Regions from separate parts of the Sus scrofa genome. Here region 1 is linked to region 2. The links are chromatin contacts, called in public Hi-C maps. All regions are on one chromosome and are shown on one strand. Each heading gives the region's core, a stretch centred on a gene start, on an enhancer-like site or on the middle of the called end of the contact. The rest is flanking DNA. Distances are from core to core; before and after follow the strand shown. Region 1 overlaps LOC102168063 (a long non-coding RNA gene). Region 2 holds the start of IL6ST (interleukin 6 signal transducer).

Evidence for each region. Hi-C and Micro-C count contacts between places; a contact is called where the count stands out from the background.
Region 1: a Hi-C map of embryonic fibroblasts shows a contact between it and region 2, with 2.8 times the contacts expected there. The contact joins the enhancer-like site here to the promoter of IL6ST in region 2. A contact is called at or near these places in 14 of 47 Hi-C or Micro-C datasets (adipocytes, alveolar macrophages, embryonic fibroblasts and 8 more) and 1 of 2 datasets of contacts at active chromatin or transcription factors (skeletal muscle).

The regions. Positions count from the first base shown.
Region 1 is chr16:35,215,194-35,221,866 of Sscrofa11.1, forward strand. LOC102168063 (a long non-coding RNA gene) reads right to left here. Exons shown (of 6, transcript XR_002339580.1): 2 at 6,348-6,448; 3 at 5,672-5,801; 4 at 4,086-4,226. Among named protein-coding and RNA genes, the nearest start is that of IL6ST, 67 kb to the left of the region's middle. Within about 2 kb of position 1,373, at least 7 of the 83 cell types and tissues checked have an H3K27ac peak or open chromatin away from gene starts, as enhancers often do. A contact at or near this core is called in embryonic fibroblasts and retroperitoneal adipose tissue, where this site is marked.
Region 2 is chr16:35,150,473-35,156,923 of Sscrofa11.1, forward strand. IL6ST (interleukin 6 signal transducer) reads right to left here and starts at 1,316. Exons shown (of 16, transcript NM_001097432.1): 1 at 1,136-1,316. LOC102168151 (a long non-coding RNA gene) reads left to right here. Exons shown (of 3, transcript XR_002339581.1): 3 at 3,942-4,499.

The sequences.
Region 1 (6,673 bases), core at 123-2,622, 65 kb after region 2:
GTTGCTAAATTTTAAGGCTGCCTCCCCAGCATTATCTGATTTGAGCTTTAAGTAGCATCTGATCCTAGTGACCACTACCTTCTTGAAAGTGTCTCCCCATGGCTGTAGTGATATTCATCTTTTCCACTACAGCTTCTTAGCATCCTCTGTGGGTTCTATTTCTGTTTATCTGTACATCATAGAATCCATAGGAAATTCAACAGCATACTGCCATGTGCACATGGATATCCTACCAGCATTTTAAAATGGGAATTTCCTAAACTGAACTCATCATCTCCACCCAGAGCCCATTCCCCAACTGTGCTCTTTCTCAGGGACTGGCACCATCACCCCTCGAGTTGTCCTAGGCAGAATCCTGATGTCATCCTTGGCTCCTCCTTCTGCCACATCCCTCATGCCTAATCAATCACCATGACCCATAGATTTTACATCTTGAATATTTCAAAGTCATTTATTTCCCTCTACCCCCAGTACCTCTAGGTTAATTTTGAGTTACTGTATCTTTCATCTGGCTAATGCGGCAGCCTCCTAACTAGTCTCCCTGACTCCATTTTTCCCTCTTCCTTCCGTTCTTCAGATTGCAGCCAGAGCTCTTTCTACACATTCACATCAGAGCATGCAACTCCCTCCCCCCACTTCATACTGCTGTGATAGTGCCTCATTCATTATCCTTCGGACAAAGTCCAAATTTCTCCAGTGACCTCCAAGGACCTTCATTGTGTGTTCTTTGAGTGCCTCTCTGGTCTCTTGTCTCATCGCCCCTAACCACCACCCCGTTATTCAGAACTGTTTGCACTCTCCTGGATGCCGTTTCTCAACTCTAGGCCTTGGTGTGCATTTCCTGGAACTCCCCGTCCTTCTCTTCCTGGATAACTCAAGCTCATTTCTTAGATCCCAGGTTAGAGATATAAAGAGACAGTGCCTGTCTCCTTGCTTGTTTTCCTAATTGCTACAAGCACCTTGAGGGCAGCACCAAGTCTGGTTGTAACGTTTCCAACATCTTACACAATGCTGGCACCAATAGCTGCTGAATACATGGGTGATTCCAACCCATGCTTGTGGGCAAGAGTGATTTAATGACATGGTCTGTCCTGAGAACATTAAGATGATTGTCCTCACATTTCTTTCATCATCAAGAATAATATTCATCGAGCACTTACTGTGTGTCATGCAATTTTCCAGTGGTAGGGAACAAAGCCAAACCACTTCCTTATTCTCCCACTGAAATGACATTTAAATAAATTCACTTTCATTTTTTTCTTCTTTCATTCCAGTGGTGATTAAAACTGAGATCATTTTTGTAGGGATTGGTGTGTAAAAGCCCCCAAGGACTATTCACTGACTTTAAGCAATGTCGACCTCAGGGTGATAGACTATCCATGATACGTTTTAGTAGTATGCATACAGCCTTTCATTAGATGCCTGGGACTGTTACTGCCAAATCATCACTGCTGAAAAATGTGCTTGTTTAGAGATTGTTTTTAAACTTGTTGAGCTGGGCCACATGTTTCCCATCTCTAACAATTAAGTGAATAGAAAACTAATAAGCCATCTTTTGGTTTGCTTATAGGAATGCAATTGCTAATACGTACCGGGAAAAAGGAGGTCACTGTGGGGCACAATGGAGTCATTATTTATGAGTTAGTGGAATTTTTTATGGAGCAAACAGATGTTTACATGCCTGAGATTTTGAGCCTATCTGTCGGGGCTGAAAAAAATGTATCTTATATATCTGAACTTACAGTTGCCATTTTAGGAGTCTTTACTCACATCTGTCATAGAATAGCACAGACCCAATAGGAATAGCCAGGCATTCCTGGATTAAGTTTTCTTTTTTATCTTCATAGAGAAGAAATTATACTGTTTAATGCTTCCTTAAACCACCATTGAGACTGGGGAGAACAGACGTTGTCTTCATTTGAGCTGCTATAAAAAGTACCATCGACTAGGTGGCTTATAGCAGATACTTATTTCTCACATTGCTGAGGCTGGGAAGTTCAAGATCCAGGTGCCCACAGTTTCAATGTCTGGCAGGGGCCTGCTTCCTAGATCACTGATGGCTATCTTCTCCCTCTGTCCTCACAGAGGGAGGACACTGATCCCACCGGTGAGGGCTCCATTCCTATGACCTAGTCAAAGGGGGTGGTATTGGTAAGTGAGGCTTTTGGAGGTGATTAGTGATTAGGTCAGGAGAGTCAATCCCTCATAAACAGGATTCGTGTTCTTGTAAAAGAAATCCCACAGAGCTCCCTAGCCCCTTTTACCATGTAAGGACTCAATGAGAGGTCAGTAGTCTGCAACCCAGAAGAGGGCCCTCACCCAACTATGCTGGCACCCTGATCTCAGCTTTCCAGCTTCCGGACCTGAGAGATTGAAATTTTGTTGTTTATAAGCCACCTAGTCCGTGGTATTTTGCTATAGCAGCCTGAGTGGACTAAGACCAAGGGATCTTGCTCAAGAGAACTTCTTAGAGAAGGGATCCCAACAGAAGGGGAGGCAGGGAATTCCCCTCGTGGCGCAGTGGAAACGAATCCAACTAGGAACCATGAGGTTGAGGGTTTAATCCCTGACCTCGCTCAGTGGGTTAAGGATCAGGGCCATGAGCTGTGGTATAGGTTGCAGATGTGGCTTGGATCCCGCATTGCTGTGGCTGTGGCATAAGCCAGCAGCTGTAGCTCTGATTTGACCCCTTGCCTGGGAACATCTATATGTTTCAGGTGAGGCCCTAAAAAGCAAAAAAAAAAAGGCAGACGGTCAGAATCTTGGGGCAGGTGGGGAGACATAAGCAAGGGAGACTGACGGACTGATGGGATAAACTTTAAGAAGTCCCCCTGGGGAAAGAGGCAGCTATGCCACAGCTAGCATGTGGAGGGCAGAGGCCAGAGTGCAACTCTATCAGCCTTCTAGGCTGCATCTTTGTTCCTTATCCACTCTCTCTCCTGGGTCTGACTATGAGCAGTCTAGAGCATTTGCTAGGGAGTTGGAGAAGAGGTGGATAAGGGAGGAGAAAAGAAATCAATGACACCCAGTTCTCTGCTGCAGGCTTTCAAGTCTGAAGACGACTTGATCTAGAAGTTTAGATAAGAATTAGGTTGGGGAGTTCCCGTCATGGTGCAGTGGAAACGAATCCAACTAGGAACCATGAGGTTGCGGGTTCTATCCCTGGCCTCACTCAGTGGGTTAAGGATCCAGCGTTGCCATGAGCTGTGGTGTAAGTCACAGACTCGGCTTGGATCTGGTGTTGCTGTGGCTGTGGCGTAGGCCAGTGGTAACAGCTCCAATTAGACCCCTAGCCTGGGAACTTCCATATGCCATGGGTGCAGCCCTCGAAAGACAGAAAGACCAAAAAAAAAAAAAAAAAAAAAGAATTAGGTTGGAGTTTTGATATTAAACTGCTCTGAAGTTGTAAAATGACAGAATGTTCTTGGACCTGGGACAGCTATTAGTCCTGCTTGAGATTTTATCTGGGGCCTGAAAAGATGGTCCATGTTTACTATGGAATGGTGAGCAAGATGACAATGGCATTAATGTTCATACTCTGCTGAGACTAACTTCTTCAAAAAATGGGTCATATATACATTTTGGAATGTTTGCTAAAAAAAATTCAGTTTGATACTTTATGGCTTCTTTTCATATGTATGTGTCTCTATCCATACACATATATCATATACACAGAATCATGGACTTATACAGCTGGAAGGATGTTTAGAGACATTCAGTTCGCAAAAAGGAGGACAATTAAGTTTCATTAGGATCTCTTTCAGTTCCAACCTTCTCTATGATTTTAGGGTATTGAAAGCTACTCACAGAAGATACCAAAATAAGTAACACTCTTCTCTTAGGAATATGCATTAGACTATTGCAAAGCAGAATGAAGTAACCTCTGGTGTTGTGGAAGCACTCAGAATACCAGTTGGCTCATTGCTTCTGCAAAGAACATAAAGCTGACTGCTTTTTTTTTTTAAATTAGGCTGGGGATCTGCCAGCTTAATAACTGCAGTACTTGACCAAGAGCCAGGCCTGGGAGGCCAAAAACAGAGGGTCCAAAGATTGCCCTTGATTTAGACAAGACCATTTATATTCACCTTCAGAGAATGCTCAGTCTGGGGATTCAGGCTTGTAGATTTCCAAGGTGTCTGTCTTTCCAGAGGGCCTTGACTCTGCATCCTTGGGTTTTTCTCCCCACACCAATGGAAGAGGCAAATCCAGAGGCATATTTCAAGGACCTATAGACAGGAAAACAGCAGAGCAGACACTCCATTAATCACATTTCCTTCTGAGTTCTCCATTTAACATTTAGTGATGCTAAATGGAGAAAGAAGAAACATTAAATACTTCTCCCTTAACACTCATGAACAAGTTATCATGAGTAGTATGTAATCAGCAGGACATGGGAAGAGGGGGCATCTCTTGATGAGCATTCCATGATTGACAGAGCCCTAAGGATGCCAATACCCCTCCCCTTCTCTTCTCAGGCTCCCAGTGGTCCAGAAGCAGCAGCAGTGACTGAATGGTTAAAATCTCAGAGCAGAGAGGCCATTGTCTGGAGCTGTGCATGTGTAAAGCCTTACATCTTCAAACCCTGAGAGCTGTGATGAGTGTGTGGGAATTTTCTTGGAGAAATCTCTTGGGCAATATGCATTGATAGAACCCAGGAGTCCAGCCTCTCAATGGCCTGGAGATTGAAGCCTTCTTGAGGAGGCTTGAATACAAATATCTCTGTTCAGCCTTGGGGATTCCCCCAGCGCAGTTTCAGGGTGACTCTACTAAGAGACTCAACTTGTACCAGCTCTGTGTTAATAACCCCCCCTGGCCCACAAGAGCACACAGGTTCCCATTACCTAGGTTGCTGGTCAGCAAGATTTCTAAAGAGTTGGCTCTACAAGCAAAGCCAATAACGACTCTGTTGTTTTGCTGACATTTTTTTAAATAGTTATAGATGATGAGGAGCTTTTCTCAAAAAAAGATGAGCTCTTAACACCAAAAAGCTTCCTGCCTTTAGCACATGATACAATAAAACGACTGAATCAATTAAATGACTCCCCATCGGTTCGATCTCATTAGTATCTAATTATCTCCCATTTTTAGTCTCATTACTATCTGTTTTAAAGGAAACTGATAGAATTGCTTTTTAATAGAATCACTGTTGACTTCAGCCATTAATCAGGGTAAGTAATAATTACTGTAAAAACAATTCCTAAATCTCAGTGATTTGAGACTAGAAAGGCTATTTCTCGAAAACATTAAGGTCCAGCTGGGTCTTTGGCAACTGGACCCGTACCACTTCCAGCTAGTGGCTCCACCATCTCTGGGGCCTCAGAATTCTCCGCTGGTCCTCTGCATCTCACTCCTGGAGAGGGAATGGCCTGCGTGCAAACACCAGCCCCACGAAAGGTTTTAGGGAAGGTGGGCATATCACAGCCACTCGCCAGCAGAATCAGCCCCTGCCTCGCCCCACTGCAAGGGGCTAGGAATGTCCTTTCACCATGTGCCCAGGAAGAGGAGACTGGTCCTGCTGAGTGGGGGCCATCTCAGCGGCAGGCCACTGATCCCTCTGCAGATAAAAGTGTGTGGGGACAATGAGGGCAGGTTCTAAAGCCAGATGGTCAGGACTGGAATCCCTGTAGCTGTGTGAATTTCTTTGCAAAACGGGCATAACAATGGTACTCACCTTTTGGGGCTGTTGTGAGGCTTAAACAAGATGACTCCCATAAGTACTGAACTTAGAACAGTGGCTGCACATGGGAAATGCCTGAGGAAGATTCACCATTTATCATGAATGGGAGGTACTTAGACCAGGCCTGGTAAGAGGAAGCAAGAGGACATTAGCTGCATCATTTTTCCTTTTTCCTACTGTGACTTCAACTATAAGTGTGATTTTCTGAGGTTCAGGGTGCTCTATAAACCCCTCTCTCTTTCTCCTTTTCTTTCTTGCTCTCTCTGCTGCAAGTCTGGATGGCTCTTTCTATTACTGATTTTTATTCCTTTCTCTTCCATCACTTACCTTCCAGCTGTAAAAGTCTCCTTTATTTATGCCCTACTCTGGCCTCCTGTTCGCTATTCATTATCAAATACCTCCTGAAAACTTCCTCCTAATGAAACCATGTCTTTATTGCCCATTTAAAGAATCGCTCTAAATTAAGTGGAATGGTCCCTTCTGGTTTTCTATTTTCCCCTCCTTTTATTTTATCAATTCTCAAAGGAAATAAAACCCAGCAGAATATGGGCTATTAGCAGCAGCAATGCCGGTAACTGGGAATCAGATTTTATGCAGTTTCTGGGATATTGGTGGGGCAACGTCAGAAAATAGAACCTGAGATAATGAACATTTTTTGTAATTGCTTTACCTGTATAAATGCAGCCTGGAGAATTTTGGCTGGCATCCTCACAGACAGCGAGGTTTATGAGAGTAGGCATTTTGTTTTATTCATGGCTGTAGCTCCCTCACCTGGAACAGAGCACGTAACAGGTGTTCACAACTGTCTCGATTAACCAAGTTAGCAGCAGAAGAGAACTGGGATATGGTAAATGAGAACAAGGTAACACTTACTAAAGACTATTCTCTACCATTACTTTTTATGGAATTTTTAACGAAAAGATTAAAGTCAATATTGACAAGTATTTTTCTTTGCATCAAAAAGGACACTAGCAAAGTTGGAAGGACTAGCATATT
Region 2 (6,451 bases), core at 66-2,565:
ACAAGTGTTCAAAATTATCCCCAAAGAGAGAAACATTTGGAAAACATAATTTAATTTAATAGCAAGTTGGTTCTATAAATGTAGTACTCCAGTTTATAGTTTTAAACTACTTCCAAATAGGAATGAATATGAATTTAAGAAACCATGATAATGGCGAACAGCTCAAATGATGTTCTGAGTCAGTAATTTCAAATTAAGAGTTGCTCCAACTTGAAGCTGGCAGTCACACAGTCTAAAGGGTTTGTTTACAGCACTGACTAAACCAAACACTCCAATCTTTTAGAATATTCATCCTGGCGTTCTAACAATTAATTATTTTAAAGCAGTATAATCACTCAAATACTACACAAATTAAACCGAAATGGGTTTCGTTCTGAAGGAAAAAAAAAAAAAAGAACAAAGGTGGCAGATCTTATTTTTAAACTGTGGGTTTTTTTCCACTTTGAAAAAATACTTTAAAACAGAACCCTGCTTGGAATAACCTTTAAGCTTGGGGGAAGGGTGCAATTTTTAAAGACCGTATTCGGCGCCTTTAGGATACAGCGGTCTGTGGGGTTCATTAGGGTCGGGACATGTAATCGATCAAAAGAAGAAAAAGAGATGTTAAGTTCGGAATTTTTATGAGTATGGTAGGAACTTTCAGTAACGTTTAAACATTACAATTTAAGGATGAAAAGATGGCTTTGGAAAGAAAATTAACTTCCGAGTAGAAAATGAAGAGTCAAGTGCGGGGCCAGTGGAATAAGGGGAGATGGAAAGGCAACTGGGGAAAAGTGAGGATTTGGTAACCAAAAAGGAGTAAGGTCCAGAAGGCCGTTTGGGGGCGGGGGCTTAAGAAGGGTGTGGGGTGTGTGTGCGTGCACACGCGCCGGAGGTGAGTTTTGTACTTAGGGATGAAAAATCTAGGTGACAAAGTCGTGGAGATCAAATTCGGAGGTGTGGAAACAGGGAGAGGAAGGAATGTGGGGATTTCCAGGCTGGGGTAACAAGAAGTTTGGGGAGTTCGTTGTCGGGGCGCCCCTCTTTCTCGGGAAAGGGTGGCCTCCTCGGGTGCCAGTCCTCTGGCCCGTCCGCCCCGACTCGGCCCTCACCCTCCCGCTACACGGCCCTTCAACTGGCCACGGCCTCTCCTCACCTCTCAGGCCGCGGTGCCTCGCTCCTCCAGGTCCCCGGTAGCGTAGGTTCCCTCCGCCCCAGGCCCGGCCGGGCCCTCTGGCCAGCAGCCGCGGCCCAGCTCAGCTGCGACCGGGCGTTCCCCGCGCGGCTCCGCGGGCCTGTCGGCGCTCTGCCTGGACGACTGCTAGAGCTCCGCTCCTTCCCGCAGACGCGGCACGCGGCCCTCCTCCCGTGGCGGGGCGAAGCGCCCCCTGACCCCGCCCCGCGGCGCCCTGTCACGCCCCGCCCCCGGATTTGGGATCTGTACGTTGATTGGCCCCCGCGAGACCCGGCGCGCCCCGGCATTGGCTCAACGGCCGCCCGAAGACGATGGGGCGGCACTCCGAGAGGCTGCAATTCCCGTAACGCGGTTCCCGGCGTCCCGGATTCCGGTGACTGCGCCCGCGTCGCCTCTCCCAGGCGAGATCGAAGGGTTCCCCCCACCTCCCCTCTGCAGGCGGAAGGAGCGGAATGTTCCATTTTTCCGTGGAATAACGGGGTCGTGAACTGAAGCCCGGGTGCTGCCCGCCCCTGCCGCCCTCCCTTCTCTCGGCTTCCCTTCGGACTCCCTTCGAGGCCTTCCCCAAGGGACTCAGAGCCGGGAGGGACCGCCGGGTGTCTTTGGGGATCGGGGAGGCGTGGGAGCTCCTCAGGGAAGGTGGCCATGACTCCACAGGAGATTACCGCAGATAGTGGCGGCGGCTTCGGTCCAAGTCCTTATGTAAACCAACCTTGCCACGATGTATATTTCTAAGTCAGTAAATGAGTTTGGATGTGATTGATCGGTGAACCCCAGGTTTGGTGACACGCCAAGAAACTAGTTTTTCTTGCAGTTTGTACCTCCCAATCTGTTACAGAACTACAGAGTAAAAATCAGTTCCATTAACAATCCCCCTCTTCCCCTCCTCTGGTCTGGAAAAGGGACCTTCAGGCTCACTTTGATATTTTTTTTTTCGAGAATTAGATGAGAAGCCTCAAAGATAAGCGGGATGTGTGTGTGTGTGTGTGTGTGTGTGTGTGTGTGTGTGTAGAAACACACCCAAGGCCAGGGCCTTTTGTGGAAGAATGGCAGGCTATACGAGGACAATAATGTTTTAATGGACTTGAACAAATTATACCCATAAATTAACAGACAATTATAAGGTTCTTCATTATACTGACGATTCAGATAGGGTAAAACATAGATGGAATTATGATTTCTTAGTTGATCAGATAATTTTATAAGACACAGGAAAGTGGGCCTGCTATGTGTCTAGGGCTAAGGGAGTCCTAGGCAGGCTTGGGGATGGCAGTCCAGGAGAGAGAACACTCCATTGTGTTCAGCTGATGTGGCTCCCTATCACCCTATACCTAACCTGCAGAAACTGACTGGATTGTATTCTAGTTCTGCTGTTGATGGGGGTGTTTATTTTAAAACAAACTCTTATAAAATGTTGATACATTAAATTTTTATTTAGATCTAGCAGACATTTATGTAGGGGCCATGTGGTTAAGTGTACCTTCTGGTTTCAAGCTGCCTGATTTGAATCCTGGTACTGGTACTTCCCATGTCTGTGACCTTGGGCAGGTCTTCTCAAGATTCTTCATCAATCAAATGAGAATAATGGTACCAACCTAACAGGACTACTGCAAGTATTAAATGAGCTAAAATACATGAAGTGCTTGGCATATAGCAGTAGGTACTCAATAAATGACAGCTGTTATCATTATTGAATATCTACTATGTCAATGCTTTCCCAATCTCTCTTATCACAGTATATGTTGAAAATGATGGCACTTCTCTGGCATAGGGAGTAGCTACAGGGGATCATATCTCACAGCACACTAGCCTGCCTTGTACACTGGTGAGGGATGCAAAGGACTGAGTTAGTTCTTTTGTGAATATCTTTGTGTTTGCTAACACTAACCCATAAGAAACTCTCATTTTGTGGGGATGGTTAGAGTCTTAGGCTAATGAATCGATATTGGAGAAAGATTTTTTAGGACAGCAAGAGCGTGTCTCCCCTTGGCTGGAATTACTTTACTTTGCAGATACTACTGATCCATGAAACAATCACTTTCAGGATAAGGATTTATCATTAGAATGCCCTGTCAAAATGCAAGGATAAGAAAGAAAAGTGACTATCAATTGGGAAATTTCTGTTTGTGTTTTGATACTTATTTGGGATTTTAGATATGTCAGAAGCAGAGAGTAGGGAACCTGTACAGTGAGAGACCTACATGAGGATACAGATTACTTGAGAGTACATGAACAAAACTAGGAGAAAATGCTACAGAGCAAAGGTTATAAAGGTTGAAGACAAACTTTGCCTGCCTTGCTATTTACATAAATCTGGCCCTGACCAGGATGGCCATTTACTTTTTTTTTTTTTTTTTTTTTTGGTCTTTTTGCCTTTTCTAGGGCCACTCCCATGGCATGTGGGCATATGGAGATTCCCAGGCTAGGGGTCTAATTGGAGCTGTAGCTGCCGGCATACACCAGAGCCATAGCAACGCCAGATCTGAGCTGTCTGAGACCCACACCACAGCTCACGGCAACACCGGATCCTTAACCCACTGAGCAAGGCCAGGGATCAAACCCACAACCTCGTGGTTCCTAGTCGGGTTCGTTAACCACTGAGCCAGGACGGGAACTCCCAGATAGCCATTTACTTCCTTGCCTGTGCCCAGTTGTGTTTCTGGAACTCTGTCAGCCATGGCCTGCATCAACCTAATGATATCAGCAGCCATGATAATGACTCAGTTAGCACCCTGACCTCACAATTTCTCATCCTTCTCTTTTTCAGTCAGCTTCAACTTTACTCTGTATCAGGAACCCATAGATGGAGCCACACCTTGAAGCCAGTCATCAGATGAAATTACTCCACCTGCAAAATTTTGGATTGTGAGTTTCTCTCTCTACCCACAGCCTCCTACCCTTCTACCTCTCTCACTCACTCCTACTGAGTCTGTAGTTTGTCCTCAGTGTGTCCTCCAGTCTTTGTTCTCGTAGTTTATCCATTATTTCCCACCTCCTCTTATCTTCCTAAACTCTGAGAACCCTTTTATCAACCATTTTAGCTGTACTCTCACTCCTGTCTTCAATTCCCTCATCCTTCAGCCATATTTACCTTGTCAATACTATTTCCCATTTCCCTTTTCTTTGAACTAGCAGCCCTGTCCTGACCATTTACTCGTAGTGTAGAACCTTGTTTTATTATTCCCTGGAAAAACAATTTGTGAGTATCCATTTCTTCTGGTACTGCCTGAGAAGAAGAACCATCTTTTTTTTTTTTTTAATTCATTTTTTTTCTTTTTTTCCTTGTATTTTCCTCTCTTCTTCCCTCCCTCCTGCCTGCCTGCCTGCCTGCCTTCCTCTCTCCCCCTCCCTCCCTCCCTCTCTCTCCTTCCTTTCTTCCTTTCTTTCTCTTTCTTTCTTTCTTTCTTTCTCTCTTTCTTTCTTTTTTATGGCCCACCTGCAGTATATGGAACTTCCCAGGCTAGGGGTTGAATTGGAGATGCAGCTGAGGCCTGTGCCACATCCAGAGCAACAGTGGAGCCAAGCCACATCTGCAACCTATGCCACAGCTTGCTGCAGTTTGAGATCTTTAACCCACTGAGTGAGACTGGGAATCGAATCCACATCCTCACAAAGACTATACTGTGTCCTTAACCTGCTGAGCCACAATGAGAACTCCTTATTCTCTTAAAAGTAGAAAAGGGGAGAGTTCCCATTGTGGCTTGTCAGAAATGAAGCTGACTAGTATCTATAAGGATGCAAGTTCAATACCTGGCCTTGCTTAGTGGGTTAAGGATCTGGTGTTGCTGTGAACTGTGGTGTAAGTCCCACATGCGGCTTGGATCTAGCATTGCTGTGGCTGTGGTGTAGGCCAGCAGCTGCAGCTCTGATTTGACCCCTAGCCTGGGAACTTCCATATGCTGCAGATGTGGCCCTAAAAAGAAAAAAAAAAAAAAAAAAAGAGAGAGAGAGAGAGAAGGGGACCCTCCTGTACTGTTGTTGAGAATGTTAATTGGTACAACCACTATGGAGAATAGTGTGGAGCTTCCTCAGAAGAGTAAATGTATAACTACCATAGAATCCAGCAGTCCCACTGCTGGACATATATCCAGACAAAACTTTCATTTAAAAAAGATACATTCACCCCTATGTTCATTGCAGTACTATTCACAATAGCCAAGACTTGGAAACAACTTAAATGTCCATTGATAGATGAATGGATTAAGACGATGTGGTATGTACCTACAATGGAATATTACTCAGCCATAAAAAAGAACAAAATAATGCCATTTGCAGCAATGTAGATACAACTAGAGATTCTCACACTAAGTGAAGTAAGTCATAAAGAGAAAGACAAATAACCATATGATATCACTTGGTATTTGTGGAATCTAAAATATGACACAAGTGAGCCTATCTACAAAATATAAACAGACTCACAGACATAGAGAACAGTCTTGTGGTTGCCAAGCGAAAGGAAGGAGAGAGTGAAATGGACTGGGAGTTTGGGGTTGGTAGATGCAAACTACTATATTTAGAATGGATAAGCAATGAGGTCCTACTGATTACTACAGGGAAATATATCTAAAGTGACTGACTGGGTCACTTTGCTATACAGCAGAAATTGGCACAACATTGTAAATCAACTATAATTTAATTAAAATAAAAAGGTTTTCTCTTGGAGTTCTCTGTGACGCAAGCAAGTAAGGATCCAGCATTTTCATTGCAGTGGCTCAAGTTGCTGCTGTGGTGCAGGTTGTATCCCAGGCCTGGGAACGTCCACATGCCACAGGCATAACCAAAAAACTCCCTTAAATAGGATTTCCCGTTGTGGCACAGTGGTTAACGAATCTGACTAGGAACCATGAGGTTGCAGGTTTGATCTCTGGCCTTGCTCGGTGGGTTAAGGAGTTGCCAGCGTTGCCATGAGCTGTGGTGTAGGTCACAGATGTGACTTGGATCCCACATTGCTATGGCTCTGGCGTAGGCCGATGTCTACAGCTCCGATTAGACCCCTAGCCTGGGAACCTCAATGTGCCCCTGGAAGCAGACCTAGAAAAGGCAAAAAGACAAATAAAAAACCCTTAAGGAGTTCCCGTCGTGGCGCAGTGGTTAACGAATCCGACTAGGAACCATGAGGTTGCGGGTTCGGTCCCTGCCCTTGCTCAGTGGGTTAACGATCCGGCGTTGCCGTGAGCTGTGGTGTAGGTTGCAGACGCAGCTCGGATCCCGAGTTGCTGTGGCTCTGGCGTAGGCCGGTGGCTACAGCTCCGATTTGACCCCTAGCCTGGGAACCTC